Linked DNA regions of Mus musculus: region 1 is linked to region 2. Evidence: chromatin contacts called from public promoter capture Hi-C data. All regions are on one chromosome and are shown on one strand. The core of a region is the stretch at or near the end of the contact, and the rest is flanking DNA. Distances in the headings are between cores, read along the strand shown. Region 1 holds the start of Aplnr (apelin receptor). Region 2 holds the start of D930003E18Rik (RIKEN cDNA D930003E18 gene).

Region 1 (6,853 bases), core at 4,182-6,681, 300 kb before region 2:
AAGCTAAGATGCAGGTCTCTTTCCAGCTCTTCAGAGGGTCTGTGCTCTACACCATCCCTGGGAATTTCTTCTGCCCAAATATTCCATCATTAACAACTCACCAACAACCACACTCCAAAAACCAGGTTCCCAGCATGTTCTGAGAGCTCCCATTCTGCAGCCCCAAGGTAGACTCCTGGAACACGACATGCCTTCCCTCTCTCAAAGCTGAGGCTCTGGTTGTCATCTTTCCTGGCACTGTCTTCAGCAGTGACCTGTGAGCCCCAGCAGTCTGCCCCCTGATCCTATCCAGGACTTGGTATGTAAACGAAGTAAGGTGAACAACTAAACCATTAAGTACTCTATAATTTTATAATATTCTGGGCAACTTAACTCGAATTTCTCAGGAAATTTTTTAATAGCATCAATATGGAAAAAAAAAAAAGCCCAGTTCCTGGTTATAGTCACAAATTCCTGATGGCTTTTCCCTTTTAATAAGAAAAGGAGATCCTTATCCTCATTGTACCCCTGCACCTACTTCCTTATGCCTTCCTCTCCCTGTGGCCTCTCTGTCCCTCTCCTCCCTTATTCATTCTCTCTCTCTCTCTCTCTCTCTGTCTCTCTCTCTCTCTCTCATATTCTCTCTTTGTTCTGCCTGTTACCATCTCTTTTGCATATCCTGCCTCTGTCTCTCTATCTCTCCCCATCTGTCTCTCCCAAGCATCCCTATCCTTCCCTGGCACTTCCTGTCCTGCCTGGTCTCCATGTGTGCCTGGCATCTTGCAGATGAGATTACATTTTCCTTCTCAACCATCTGGTGCAGCCTCATCTGCACTTTGGGGAAAGCAGCAGCATTCCATGGTCAAGAGTGTGGGTTTTGGAGTTAGATTCATGACACTAGGCCTGGCTCTTTCTCATAGTAGTCTGTGGTCAGGAGATACTGCTAATCTCTGTGTCTCAGATTTCTTATCAGCAAAGTGAGGCACAAGTGTCCCTCTCAGAGGAAGGTTGCAAGATAATACCTGGAAAATTTTTAGCACACTTTTAAAACTGGATAACTATGAGCTCCTGCTACAATCAGTCCCCCCTCCCCCTACCTCCCCTCTCCGGTGACTGTTTTTGTGTCACCTGAAAAATTATTAGCCCCAGGGAGGCCTTCTTTGAAGAACATCCAAATAGATTGTCATCCAGAGCCCAGTTTTCTTGATCCAAATTGTCTTGTCTGTGTGCCTGCTTTGATTCAGGAACACTGTATCTGGATGAGGTATCCATAATGCTGACCTTCCCCTAGAAACCACCTGGGCTGCTTTTAGCACCTGTAAACACCTAGGGTGGATCTAAGAAACTCTGACTCCATAGGTCTGGAGTGACATCACGAACAGGCATTTTCAAGATTATCAGAGTGGCTCTCATTAGAGAACAGAGCTTCAAATGTCTGACTTAAACTGTGGTGGTGAACGAAACAATCAATCAGCACGTGATATCGAATTAACAGAGGTGAATGGTTGAGTCAGTAGGAGACAGTGATAAAGGGAGGTGGGGAGGGATCGATGAGTTAATGGATAGAGAGAAGTAGGTGACTGATGATATTTTCCCCCAGATATACGTGTGCTGTAGTCTCCATAATGTGCGCCCATTGTTCTGTGGTTTCCAGAGCAGGAGGCTTAGCTATGTCTGTCCATTCCCAGCCCCAACTTTACAATTGCCTGGTACCTGTTTTTCCATCTCCTTCCAGCCCTTTGCAGCTTTCCAGGAGATTCTCCCTCTTTGGCTCGCACTGATTCCCCCCTCCAGTATACCCTCTCACCTCTACCGAAATAGCTGCAACTGCGGGTTCTTACACTTCTCTCAAGGTACTTTCAAATGAGGACGCTTTGGACAGGACAGCTACACAAAACAGTTTTATTTGATGAACCACAGTGAGTAACAAGATCATTTAAAAAAAAAAAAGCGCATCCTGAAGAAGGGGTGGGGGTGAGGAAAAGCTGCCTCTGCTGCTATCTGTCCCATGCTGTGGTTGAGTTTGTTGTCTCCCAGAAGCCTCCTGCAGCTCGAACTGGCTGCTTTGAGAATGGCCTGGCGGAGAAAGTAGCTGTGTGAAAGTTTCTGGCCTGAGATATGCAGAGCTCAGCTAAGAGGAGCTGCTTTCTCCATCCCCCACCACCACAACCCCCTTTCCTACTCCAGGAGCAGGATCTCTGCCAGAGATGGTCCAACCGCATCAAGCTGGGCTCTTCCTGTTTCCATGGAATATGTCTTGTCCTTGGTGTCCAGAGCCCTCCAAGAACAAAACCCGGAATATGCACACCCATGTCCAGCTCACAAAGGCCCCACTATTGATTTTGTCCTGGAGATCCCCACAGAGGCTCCAGTCACTCTTTCCCAAACTTACTCCCCCCTAAAGGAGAAAGAGGATCCAGGAGGCTCAGTCCTGATGGAGAGGATCACAAAAGCTCACCCTTTTTTCATCATCCTGTGGCAAGAAAGTGGCCTCCTCAAGACCCCTAAAGAGAGTGAGAGGGGTGAGAAAAAAGTCAGAGGCAGGGAGGGACAGAGGAGAAGGGCCCTGCTATATATAGTCTGTAAGTCTCTTCTTGCTACTGTGGAACTGGGAGAGGAACTGGGGCCCAGCTCCAGACTTCTCCAGCCTTAGGACCAGATGCCACTGAGAAAACAGCTCCCTACAGAAATCCTAGCACAAACATAGACTTCTTTCCTAGATACGGACCAGCCGTCGGAGTTCCCCAAATCCAGTGGGGGTGGATCCACAATGGATCTATTCTACCTCCATAGGTCCATTCTTCCCCAAGTGGACTCTGAGACCTACAGAGGCACAGGGGAAAGTGAGTGGGGGGTTCACCCTAGTCCTTCATCGATAAAGTTTATGTGATACTTGTGTATGTGTGTGTGTACACACACATGCATGTGCACATTGATATACCTTTATATACACCCATATAGACAAAAAGCAAATAGCCTTACCTAACCAAGTGAGTGACTCTTGGTGCCAAGTAGCACCAAAACCTATAGAGATGGTGGGGTGGGGGAGGAGACAGGAGAAAGATCAGCTCTACAGTTCACAGTTCTGTAGGAGGTGGAGGGATGAGGATTGGGATAGGGGAGGCAAGCAGCATACAAACTAAATACAGACTCCCCTCTAATCCTTTCTCTGTTGTCCCTTCCCAACTCCCCCCTTCAGAGGGACAGGACAATCCACAGCTTCTTCAGTCCTGTTGCCTTGAGATTCTCACAGACAGTTTTAAAAAAAAAAAATGATGGGAAGGATACTGGGTTATTGGTAGGATTCACTAAGCATCACAGAGATTCTGCCAAAGAGAAATTGCTATTCAAAAATTCATCTAGCCCTGGTGCCTGGACCAACAATGAACTGATCCAACTTTTTTGAAAGATACAGAGCTCCTGGCGCTGGGGACTAGAGCACTAATTCTTTGCCTACATACAGCCACCTGCTGGTTCTCAGAAAACAGGACAAGAACTCAAAGGATAAGTTACTCTTCAAGTTTCAGGGTACTTAACCCTTAAGAGTCCAGCAGGGAAGAAGGCGCTGGGGTACAGACAGGAAGGTTTGAGGGGAAGGGACCCACTAGAAGAGAAAGAGTTAGATCTAGCAAGTGAGTAGTTGACAGAAATAATTTCTCCAGCAGAGAAAGCAAAAAGGGGTGCTAGAGAGCTGAGGGAAAAAATGGCAGAATGAAGCAAATTAGATCAGGACTCATACTTCAACATTTTAGGGTCCATATAACCTTCCCTCATTTATTATAAACAAAGAAACTGAAGTTTAAGGAAGTTAAGAGACTTGTGCAAGCTCAACCTCAGAAATGTTGAACAGCTGAGCTGTTTGCAAGGCTCCATCCCTTTCCGCTAAACCACAAACATCTGAGAGGGGCAAGGCAGAACTCGGAGATGAGCAAGAGAACGGAGCGAGGAATCCGGGAGAAAGTACAGCCATGCTACCTGATTCTCAGAGCGTGAGGATAAAGTTTGGGTCAGACCCGCTGCACCAGGCTTCCCTCTGGTCCCAGCCCTAGTCCACAAGGGTTTCTTGACTATAGGGAATCGATTTCTCATGCATCTGCTCTCCTCCCTTTCCCATGTTGGGGCCAGGGCCCTGGCTGTGCCCGGAAGAATAACTGGCTGACTTCTCAGCACTACTGCTGTGAGGGGTGCCTTTGCACCCGCTCTGATCACAGCAGAGCATGGAGGTGCAGGCTTGGCGAAATCGGGGGTCAAAGAAGGCATAGAGAAAGGGGTTGAGGCAGCTGTTGACATAACTGATGCAGGTGCAGTACGGAAAGACATTCATGAGGAAGATGTCAAAGTCACAGGGCCAGTGCAGCAAACTGCCCAGCATGTAGAGAGTCTTCACCAGGTGGTAAGGCATCCAGCACAGGGCAAAGGTCACTACAAGCACCACGATAATGCTGAGCAGCCGGCGCCTCTTCCGCAGGCCCTCAATGCGCTCCTTTCGGAAATGGCCAGCGATGGTTTGGGCAATGAAGAAGTAACATGTCAGCATGATGGTGAAGGGCACCACAAAGCCCACGGCAGTGGAGGACACCCCAAGGCCCACCTCCCAGGCCCACTCTGAGTTTGAAGTGGCCACCATAGAGTAGTCCATGTAGCACTGGATCTTGGTGCCATTTTCCGAGGCGTCTGTGGAACGGAACACCATGACAGGCACAGCTAGAAGGGCAGCCAGCACCCATAAGACTGCTGTGGCCACGGCCCCGCTGACTCGCAGCCTTAGCCGAGCATTGGCCACCGGCCTGACAATGGCCAGGTATCGGTCAAAGCTGAGGCCGGTGAGGCAAAAGACACTGGCGTACATGTTGACAAAGATGAGGTAGCTGCTGAGCTTGCAAGAGAAGGTTCCAAAAGGCCAGTCAAACTCCCGGTAGGTATAAGTGGCCCACAGTGGCAAAGTCACCACAAAGGTCAAGTCAGCCACTGCCAGGCTGGCAATGAAGATGTCAGCTGAGCGTCTCTTTTCGCGGCTGGTTCGAAACACGGTCCAGAGCACCAGGCCATTGCCTGTGGTGCCTAGAAGAAAAACCAACATGTAGATGGCAGGAATGAGCGCTCCAGAGGGCTTCCAGTCTGCGTAGTCGCATTCAGACTGGTTGTCAGCCCCATAGTAGTTGTAACCATCATCTTCCATGGTGCTGAATGAAGTGAAGCTGGGCAGTGAGTCCCAGGGACACCAGTTCCAGAGATGGGTCACCAACTCAGCAAGCACCCTGAAGGATTGGCTTGAACCTCAGAGTAAGAGGTCTGAGGGTGCTTAGAGTCCTTCCAGGCATGCGAACCGCCCCACTGGGAGCTCAGACCCAGCGGGATGAGCAGTTCAGGCAGCTTCAGTCTACCTTCCCGTCCCAGCCCAGCCCAGCTCAGCTAAAGACACTTCCTTGCACCCTCCAGAGTCTCTGTCTCCTCCTAAACTCTGCACTCCCTCCTCCCACTCCCAGGCTAACCCCTCCCTCTCTAGTGAGTCTTAAGATCTTTAAGTCACAGCCCACTTTTTTTTTACTTCTTGCCACTGGGTAAGTAGACTAAATTGCCCCCTACAGTGCTGGGCTGACAATTACCCTGTGCTTTTCAAGCCTGCTGCTCCTCCCGGTCCCACCTCCTCTCTCTAGCAGCTACCAGCCTTCACTCCAGCCTGTTCACTCTGGTTTCCTCTGGCCACTACTTCATGCCTGCCTTTGGGATGGGGGGAGTATCTATCCCCCCTCCTCAGTCTTCACCCTCCTGTTCTCACCCTCTCCCAACCCTTCTAAATGGGACAAATTATGCAGATTGAAATCCAGTTTGACCTGAATCCAGGACAGCACGGGGCAGAGAGGGTGTGATATTTCACAGGGGTGTCCCAGCATCTGGATGGTCCCTGCTGACCCTGCACTCCCACCCCACCCCCACCCCATGAGGCACTGGGATTCCCTGCATTTCTGCATTTTGTTCATTCTTCTCTACACATTGGCTTTAACCCTGTTTCTGAGAACTGGGGGATTTTGCAGACAAAAGCATAATGAAATTTCTTTACAATTCATAACCTGCTGGCAGACCAGAGTTTGTAGTTTGCAGGTAGAGGGATTAGAAAGTTGGTTGGCAGAGTCACAGGATGAAGGAAACACAGAAAAAAAAAAAATGGTTCCTAGCCACATCATTAAATCTATGGGGAAACTGAGGCTTAAGGTAAGTGATTTAAGACAAATATTACAGGGTAAATTTTGTGATGTCTGGTTGTTTACTTATCTTCTAAGCCCGTATAGAATACAGTTCTAGTATGTCTTCAGGGATCTCTGATTGTTGAGTGAATAAGTAAATGGACAAATTAGGAAAAGAGTAAGACAAGGAAAAGAATAAATGTATGAATTACTATGTGGTAAGAACATGAACTCAGTTCCTCGGGTTCTTACCAATATCCATGGGCCAAGAGGTTTCATAAGACCACATAGGGTCAGGAAGTTGAGTTAGAGGAGGCAGAAAAAGAAGCAGCCCTGAGCAGATGTAGTCACCCTCCCATCTGGCCTCCTTCCCTTCCCTGAGCCTCTGCAGGAAGAGGAAGGATGCACAAGATAAGATTTTTTTTTTCTAAGTGCATCCTTTCTATTTCACCTCCCAAAAGTGAGGGAAGCTACCTGAATTGGGGCAGGAAGATGACAAGCTTTGCTTAATAGTAGATTGTGTAGCCCTGGATTCCATGCTTCCCCCCCCCCCCCCATTGAGGGTTGGGGTTGGAAGATAGAAAGGAGGAAAGGAAGGGAGAGAGAAGGAGTGGCAGAGAGGGAGGGGAAAGGTTGGGGCAGAATGAAATGGGCACAAATTAGGTAAGCCTTAGCCATACATGGCAAGG
Region 2 (7,211 bases), core at 3,456-5,955:
CCTGCTGCCATGCTCCCTGCCGTAACAGTCATGGATTCACCCTCTTATACTATAAGGAAGTCCCTAATTAAATGCTTTATCTTATAAGTTGCCCTGGGTATGGTGTTTCTTCACACCAAGAACAGTATCTAAGACAGCTGGACTGCTCTAGATCAATCCTCAGCCATCAATGGTCCGGACCCTTGAGCTTTTCCCATGAGGCTTAGTAACAAAGTTCTACGGTCACTTTGTGCCCTCCTCACAAAGGTGGATGTGGGGATAGAGCCCACAGAGTCACACTTGTTAAGGAGACACTGTGAGCCTCAGCAGTAGTCCTGCTCTCCTTACCAGCTGAGTGACTATAGGCTCATCACATCTCCTAGTTTCGGTTTCCTGTCCCCCACAATGGGGTTATAATAATACTGACATCACAGATTTACAATGAGATCTAAAGATCTAACAAATAGTAAATAGTTAGCAACCATTAGCATTCTTTTGTTATTTTGTTAACGTGTTACAAACTGAAATGGCCCTGATCAAATTTTGAGTAACAGGTCCCCATTAGCTCTCAACCCAGAGTAAGAAAGACGGCGGGGAGACCCTGAAAACAGACAGTGTGACCAAGGAACCCCAAAGCCTACACAAATGTCAACCTCAGTTATGAGCGTCACACTCGTTGAGTTCTTCAACTCTTTGTTAAACAACATCATTTGAGACTTGCACGGCTCTGTGACAGAAAACTGACAGCTATCCAGATGGAGACCATTAAAGAACATCACAACCATTCAGAACGCAGAGGGCAAGTACCCGTGTGGTACCCAGCCCCAACGGATACATCTACCATACAACTCCTGGACCTAAGGCAGAAGATGCCTTCTGGAAGAGGGGATAGAGAGATTGATTGTAAGAGCCAAGTTTGCTGTGAGACTGCATCTCCTAGAAATGTCAGGGAAGACTCACGATGAATGAGGCACCAGGAAGAAGAAAGGACTGTTTGTGATCAGATAGCATGAGCAAGACAGAACAGAAAACACCCATCCCATCCGTCAGCCTGCAGGGCCCCTTACACCAGGGGGCGGGGAGAGAGATGCTCAGCATTGATGTCCTTTCCAAAAGTGCACAAATATGTTCTGGGGGAAAGGACAAGAGTTCGCTAAGTTCACCACTAGTGCTCAGAAACAGCCAGACCCAACCACACACCCACTTTCAAGTAACTCAAAACATCAAGTCGGGACCTCGTAAGTCCAAGGATCAACACTTAAAAGCCCAAACCACAAAACTAAGAAAACACAGGTGCAAATTTTTGTGACTTCAAATTTAGCCAACGGTTTCTTAAACAGGATGGTGTAGCAGAATAAGAGTTAGGCAAATGAAATTTTACCAACATTAAAAAGGATACACACCAGAAAAAAAAAGAAAAGAAAGAGAACTATATGAAGGACTTAGATCAGGTAAAGAACCCTGACAGGTCAATAATGAAAAAGAAAGACCTAGGCATATGGCTCAGTAGTAGACTGTGCATTCGCTTAGCAGTATAAGGCCCAGGGTCCAATCTCTGAATAAATAAACAAGCAAATAAAACAACTTAAAAAGGGAAGAAGAAGCTGACTAGATGTTATTCCAGAGAATATGCCAACAAAAACACATGAAAAAACATTCAACCTCAGTAGCCATTAGGGAAATGCAAATTAAAAAAGACAGTCAACAACCAAAGCTGAGGTTGTGGAGAAGGTGGAATCCCTCATGCACTGCGGGTGAGAATTTAAAATGTGGTTATCATTTTGGAAAACATTAAAGTTACCTTCATGACCCAGCATATCCACTCCAAAATAAATACATAAACACGGGAGTATTAGCCTTAATAACCCAGATGCCCATTAACTAATGAAGAAAATGTAGTCAGTCCACATGGTAGAGAACTACTCTGCTATTAAAAACAACAACAACAACAACAACAAGGCTTATATGTGGAACAAGGATGAACCTAAAAAAAAAAAAAATATTATGCTGAGTGAAAGAAATCAGCCACAAAAGACAAAATTCCGTTTATAGAAAACGTAAAAAAGAAAACATTCCAAATGGGTATAGCTGGTATTTGTCATAGCCAATCTCTGACAGAAAGCAGACAAGTGGTTGCCTAGAGAGAGAACAGAGAGCTGGTGTTGGTCATGGTACAGTGTGGCTTTTGGGGATACGTATATGCTCTAAAATTTGTGGGGATGAGTATAAAACACTGGATATTCTTGAAGCTACTATATTGTATGTTACAAATAAGAGACTTATACATATCCCAGGCCCTTAAAAGTTCTGGGGGGGGGGTGGAAATGTTGTAAATATTGACTTGTGATAATTACTAGAGTGTATATATTTATCAAACATCATCAAAATGTACAAGGTAAATCAATTTCTCCTAAAGAATTCTTAGTGAAAGCCTATTACCTCCAAGTACAGAAGACAGGGAGAAGCCACTGGATGGGTTATAGCAGACATCAAGGCCACCAGACAACAAAGGGATGGTGCTCTCTAGTCTCCAGAGAAAGCTCAGAGGGATTTGAATCTCCTGTGGGTGGGGGTCCCTAAGGACCCACCTGGTCCTCTCAACCATCCTGAAATGCAAGCCTATCATTCCATTTCAGACTTCTTCCTCAAGGAATCCACCCTGCCTTCCTAGGCCTCACACTAACTCCATCATCTCCAGCCCCAGCCCTCTGTAACTGGGGCCAGGCACCTGGGCTGAGTGCCATAGCTGGGTGCAACCCACTGCTTCCTTAGAGATAACTTCAGCAGGGGTGGGGCAGCCCCACAGTATAGCTGGAGCTGCAAGTAAGGATAGATATCAAGACCTCCTCACCTCCACCCTCAAGGAAATGGTTTTCCATCCTCCCACACTCACAGGCTAAGCAATGAGGCAACAGGTTGAGCTGAAGAGTCAGGAGAAGCCAGAAGGACATTCACATGTGTGTTGAGACTTAGTCATCCAGGGAACTGATGTTACTATTGTTTCTAGGTAATGGACACTCAATTTGCAAGGAACTCACTGGTTAAATGAGATGGAAGCCGGGATTCCAATCCCTGTTGGCCTTCTTTCCACAACAAGGATGTGGGGAAAGAGACAGGAGAGACATCAAACTGCACACCACACAGCCCCTTCACTGAGCACAACACTCTCCTTTCCAGAAAAGAAAAATATCCACCAAGTCCCAGTCACTAAGTGAGGCGCTCCCTCCCTGACGGACAGATGCAGACAGGCAGCCTCTGGCTGCACTAACTATTCTCAAAGAGTTTAGAATTCCCACTCCAGGTCCGGGTCACTTTACACAAGACCAAGGTGATTGGTGTGGAAAACAGAAACAAACGCTCCACAAATATCCATTCTAGAGGAAATAAGGCTTTTAACTTTGTACAAAAGGGATGATTTGTAGACCTGGGAACTCCAAGGTCCTGAAAAGACCAAGAGTATAGGTCCTTCACGTCCATTCTCCAGTTTGTGTACTTCTGTTTGATCTCATTAAGAACTCTCTGTGTATTGGTGATGTAGTTCAATGCTTGCTAGCACACACACACAAAAGACCTGTTTAACTTGAGCATTCCTTATCCAGGTAGGTGCAGAACTTCTAAGAGTCTACGGACTACTCTAGACAGAAGGTTGTCATAGGCAATCAGTCTCAGGATATGTATGCCTAGTGGGACTTTGGCTTTCACTCATCACTGAATCAGAGAATCCTGACAGAGTGGCACCTGAAGTTTGAAGAGATCATGAAGTGAGGCTGTCCAATTCCTAGCTGCCCAGTGTTCCGGTCTTGGGCAGCCCTGCTTTGTCGCTTTGTCTCTGCCTGACCACCTGTCCTTGTTTTCCAACTTCCTGCCTCCTCCTTCTACCGTCCCTCGCGGTCTTCACCTCCCACCCCCACACCCTTCTCAGATATACCTGGGCACAGGCTGGAATAGAAGCCTTCCTTCTTGAGCATGATCAGCAGGGAGGCCCAGCCCAGGAGCACCGCGGAGAAGAAGAGGTTCTCCACCACAGCGGTGCAAGCCATCCACCAGCGCCTGCGGTACGCCTGCTTCAGCGTGGGAGCCATGGTGGCCGAGACTCTGCAGAGAAACAGAGCGCTCAGAGAAGGGCTTCCTAGCGGCCCTTGGGAAGGGTACTCCATCATGGTGGCTCCTGAGACCCCTGGAGCCAAAGAGATGGAGCCTTCATGGAGGCCCCATAGAGCCCGGTGCTGCGGAGCTGGCTCCGCGCGCTCTGGCAGTGCCAGGAGCGAACGCGCCACTGGCCCGCAGGGCGCTATCAGGAACCAGAAAGGTCTGGTCTGAGCGAAGCAACTTCCTGGCGCGCTGCCGGGCTTGCCTACCCGAGCCAGGGCGCCCCGATCCCGCTCCAGGAGACAACCCCCCAAGTTCCCAAAGTCTCTCAAAGTCACCAAGGGGCACACCGTGCTCTGTAGCCACCTCTGGCCCACAGCTAGCCAGCCTCTAGGCACCAGATCGGATTCTCAGAAGCGAGCAGGAGGCGGAAAGGGAAGTCTGGGGCTACCCCGAGACCCTCTATTCTAGTTACGCCTTTCATTCTACTCCTCCTCTCCAGAGCCCGGGTAGAAAACTTCCTCCCGCCTGACACAGCCGGCGGCGCTCGTCCTGTCTCCTGGGCCAATCCCACGGCTGCCACGTGGAGGGAGACCCTGGGCGGGCCCCGTGGCGCCTCCGCGCGCCCCTCATTCCGCCGCGCGCCTGGGAACGCGCCAGCCCCTCTGTCCCTGGGAGGGGGCTTGGGCTCCGGCAGGAAGTCCGGTGCCTGCAGACTTTATAAGGACATACTTTATAAGGAGGCAGATGGGGTGGCCGGCGGGCGGGTGTGTTTACCAGAGGGAACGAAGAAACCCGAGCCCTCCAGGGCCGCGGTAGCCACCGCCAACAAGGGAGGCGATCTGACCCGGGGACCCGAAGCAAGACCCGGGCGAGCCTAGAGGAAATGATCAGGGGAAGAGCAAACAAGAAAGACGAAGAGAAAGAGACCCTTCTCTAGGGGGTGGCCCAGCCCCTCATCTGTGAAACGGGGCTTTTGAATCAGGGATCCCCGAGGTCCCATCCTATAATGACAACCGTGGTTCTAAACAGAGTGGAAGAGAAGAAGGGGAGAATGAAGGGGTCGGACAGAGGGAACAATGTGCCCAGAGACTCAGGTAACGGACGCTTCACAGGGACCTGCAAGTGTGGCTGGGTGACTTTGAGCTGCGCTAGCTGCTCACCTGTCCCCGACAAACTTGCCTCCCGCAGCTGTTGACACCCGGAGTAACACAGAGTCTCCCCGGCGCTTCCACACTCCGGATCTCCTGAGACCCAGGATCCCAATTCCAAATCGCATCCACGCGGGGTGTCTTCCCTGCGTGCCAGACCCAGCGGGCCTCGGAACCGCCGGTCTCACCTCGTCTGCGCCCTCGAAAGAAGCAGTGGATCTGGGAACCGTCCTGGCGCCACAGATAGGTGAAGCCGGGAAGCCAGGGCATGGACTACGCGATCTGCGGAGTTGATAGCTGTATTTACAGGCGTTGGGAGCAGCGCCCCAAGGTGGGGGCGGGGGTTCCCGTCCTTCCCCACCCCTTAGGTCGAGTTTCATGCACACGTGACTCGCCTGTTGGTCCCCAGATACTTTTCTTACCCAGTGCGCCCGGGGCGCCTAAATTTCCACTCTCGACCCCCAGCTTCTCTGTTGACCCCCTGAACTAACGTTTGACAGCATTCTCTACATCTTTGTTCAAAACAACCAAAAACTTGGCTGAAGTTAAACTGGATGCTGGAAAGGCTAGGGTGGGGTCTTGAACTGTGAAGTTGAAAAGGATTCTTTTCCAAAAGAGTCGGGAACTCTTTTGGAGTTTATATGCTCCAGTTAAGAGTCTGCATTTTGAAAGCTGTCTAGCCCGAGTTACCTTGGGCAACTTAATCTCTCAAAGCTTGTTTCCTTCTCTATAAATTTGGATAACAGCATTTGCCGGCCTGTCAAGAGGAGATAGAATTAGGATGCAGTAGTAATTAATGCTGGGTACACTTGACTTGGTGAGCATAATAAATGTTCATTGTTGCCGCTGTTGTCATTATTTCGCAAGATTCAGTGATCAGGTGCTTCCTGTCGCTAAATGATTGATCTTTTGGTAAACCATTCAGTCCACCTGGCCTCAATTTCCCCATCTGTAAAACAGGAACGCTATTCAGTACTTGTTTGGACAGATTAAGGAAGTAATTATGCTGCAGGAAAATACGGGTACGGGTTAACTCGGTGCATTAAGAGTGAAAAGGACGGACCAGAGCTGGTGGTGCACGCATTTCATCCCAGCACTCAGGAGGGAGAGGCAGGCAGAGCTCTCAAGTTTGAGGCCAGCCTGGTCTCAGGGCAGCCTGGGTTGTTACACAGAGAAAACCCTGGGGTTGGGGGCAGGGAGTGGGAGGTGTGGCTGGTAAAATGCTTGCTTAGCATGTCTAAGCCTGAAGGTTTGATCTGAAGTACAGCACAAAGCAGGGTTAGTGGCACGCGTCTGAGAGGTAGGGGCAAGGGGGATCAGAAGTTCAAGGTCGTGTTCAATTTGCAAGAGGCCAGCCTGGGCTACATGAAAGCCTGTCTCAAAAAAAAAAAAAAAAAAGTGTGATTCACAGAGCTCTGAAGGAGCCTGAAACAGTGCAGAGTTCCACAAAGGTAGCCAGGAAGGAGCTGCTGAGCCACCACACCAAAAAAGGAGCTGACATTGCCAAGTGACTGCAACGTGATGGGCACTTTCCAGAACAAAAGTTATTAAATATGCAGCTCATCAAAGAGTGCTTCAAACCTCACACGTTCTCACACAGAGAGTAAACAAGGTTTGCAGCTAGACCACAGAGACTGGAGGCAGGCCTGGCTGGCTGGTGTTTTCATTCCTGTGAGCCAGGTGAAGGAACAGCAAAGCAAAAGCTTGGCAGTAGAAAGGCACGGGAAGTTCTCTGGCAAAAAAGCGTGTGTCAGCCTTTGATGGTTTTACTTCTTAAAATGCCTCGCTGGCTGCAGGGTAAGGGGTGTGGCTGAGCAATTGAGCTCTCGAATATGTATGTGTTCCAGTCCAGAAGTACAACACACACACATACACACCCATACACATGCACACACATACACATGCACATACACACACATACACACATACATGCACACACATACACACACACGCACACACACATAAACACGCACACACACATACACACACATA

Evidence for each region. Promoter capture Hi-C pulls out the DNA fragments that hold promoters and counts their contacts.
Region 1: a contact with region 2 is called in a promoter capture Hi-C map of pre-B cells, with 3 times the contacts expected there. The contact joins the promoter of Aplnr here to the promoter of D930003E18Rik in region 2. A contact is called at or near these places in 5 of 39 promoter capture datasets (cranial neural crest, embryonic stem cells, liver and 2 more), 1 of 484 Hi-C or Micro-C datasets (cortical neurons) and 1 of 9 other capture datasets (liver).

The regions. Positions count from the first base shown.
Region 1 is chr2:85,134,938-85,141,790 of GRCm38.p6, reverse strand. It overlaps Aplnr (apelin receptor), which reads right to left and starts at 5,431. Exons shown (of 1, transcript NM_011784.3): 1 at 1,868-5,431. The coding sequence starts at 5,158. The coding sequence ends at 4,025.
Region 2 is chr2:84,837,702-84,844,912 of GRCm38.p6, reverse strand. It overlaps D930003E18Rik (RIKEN cDNA D930003E18 gene), which reads left to right and starts at 4,705. Exons shown (of 2, transcript NR_165656.1): 1 at 4,705-5,165; 2 at 5,260-6,063. Slc43a1 (solute carrier family 43, member 1) reads right to left here and starts at 4,287. Exons shown (of 14, transcript NM_001083809.1): 1 at 3,908-4,287. The coding sequence starts at 4,139.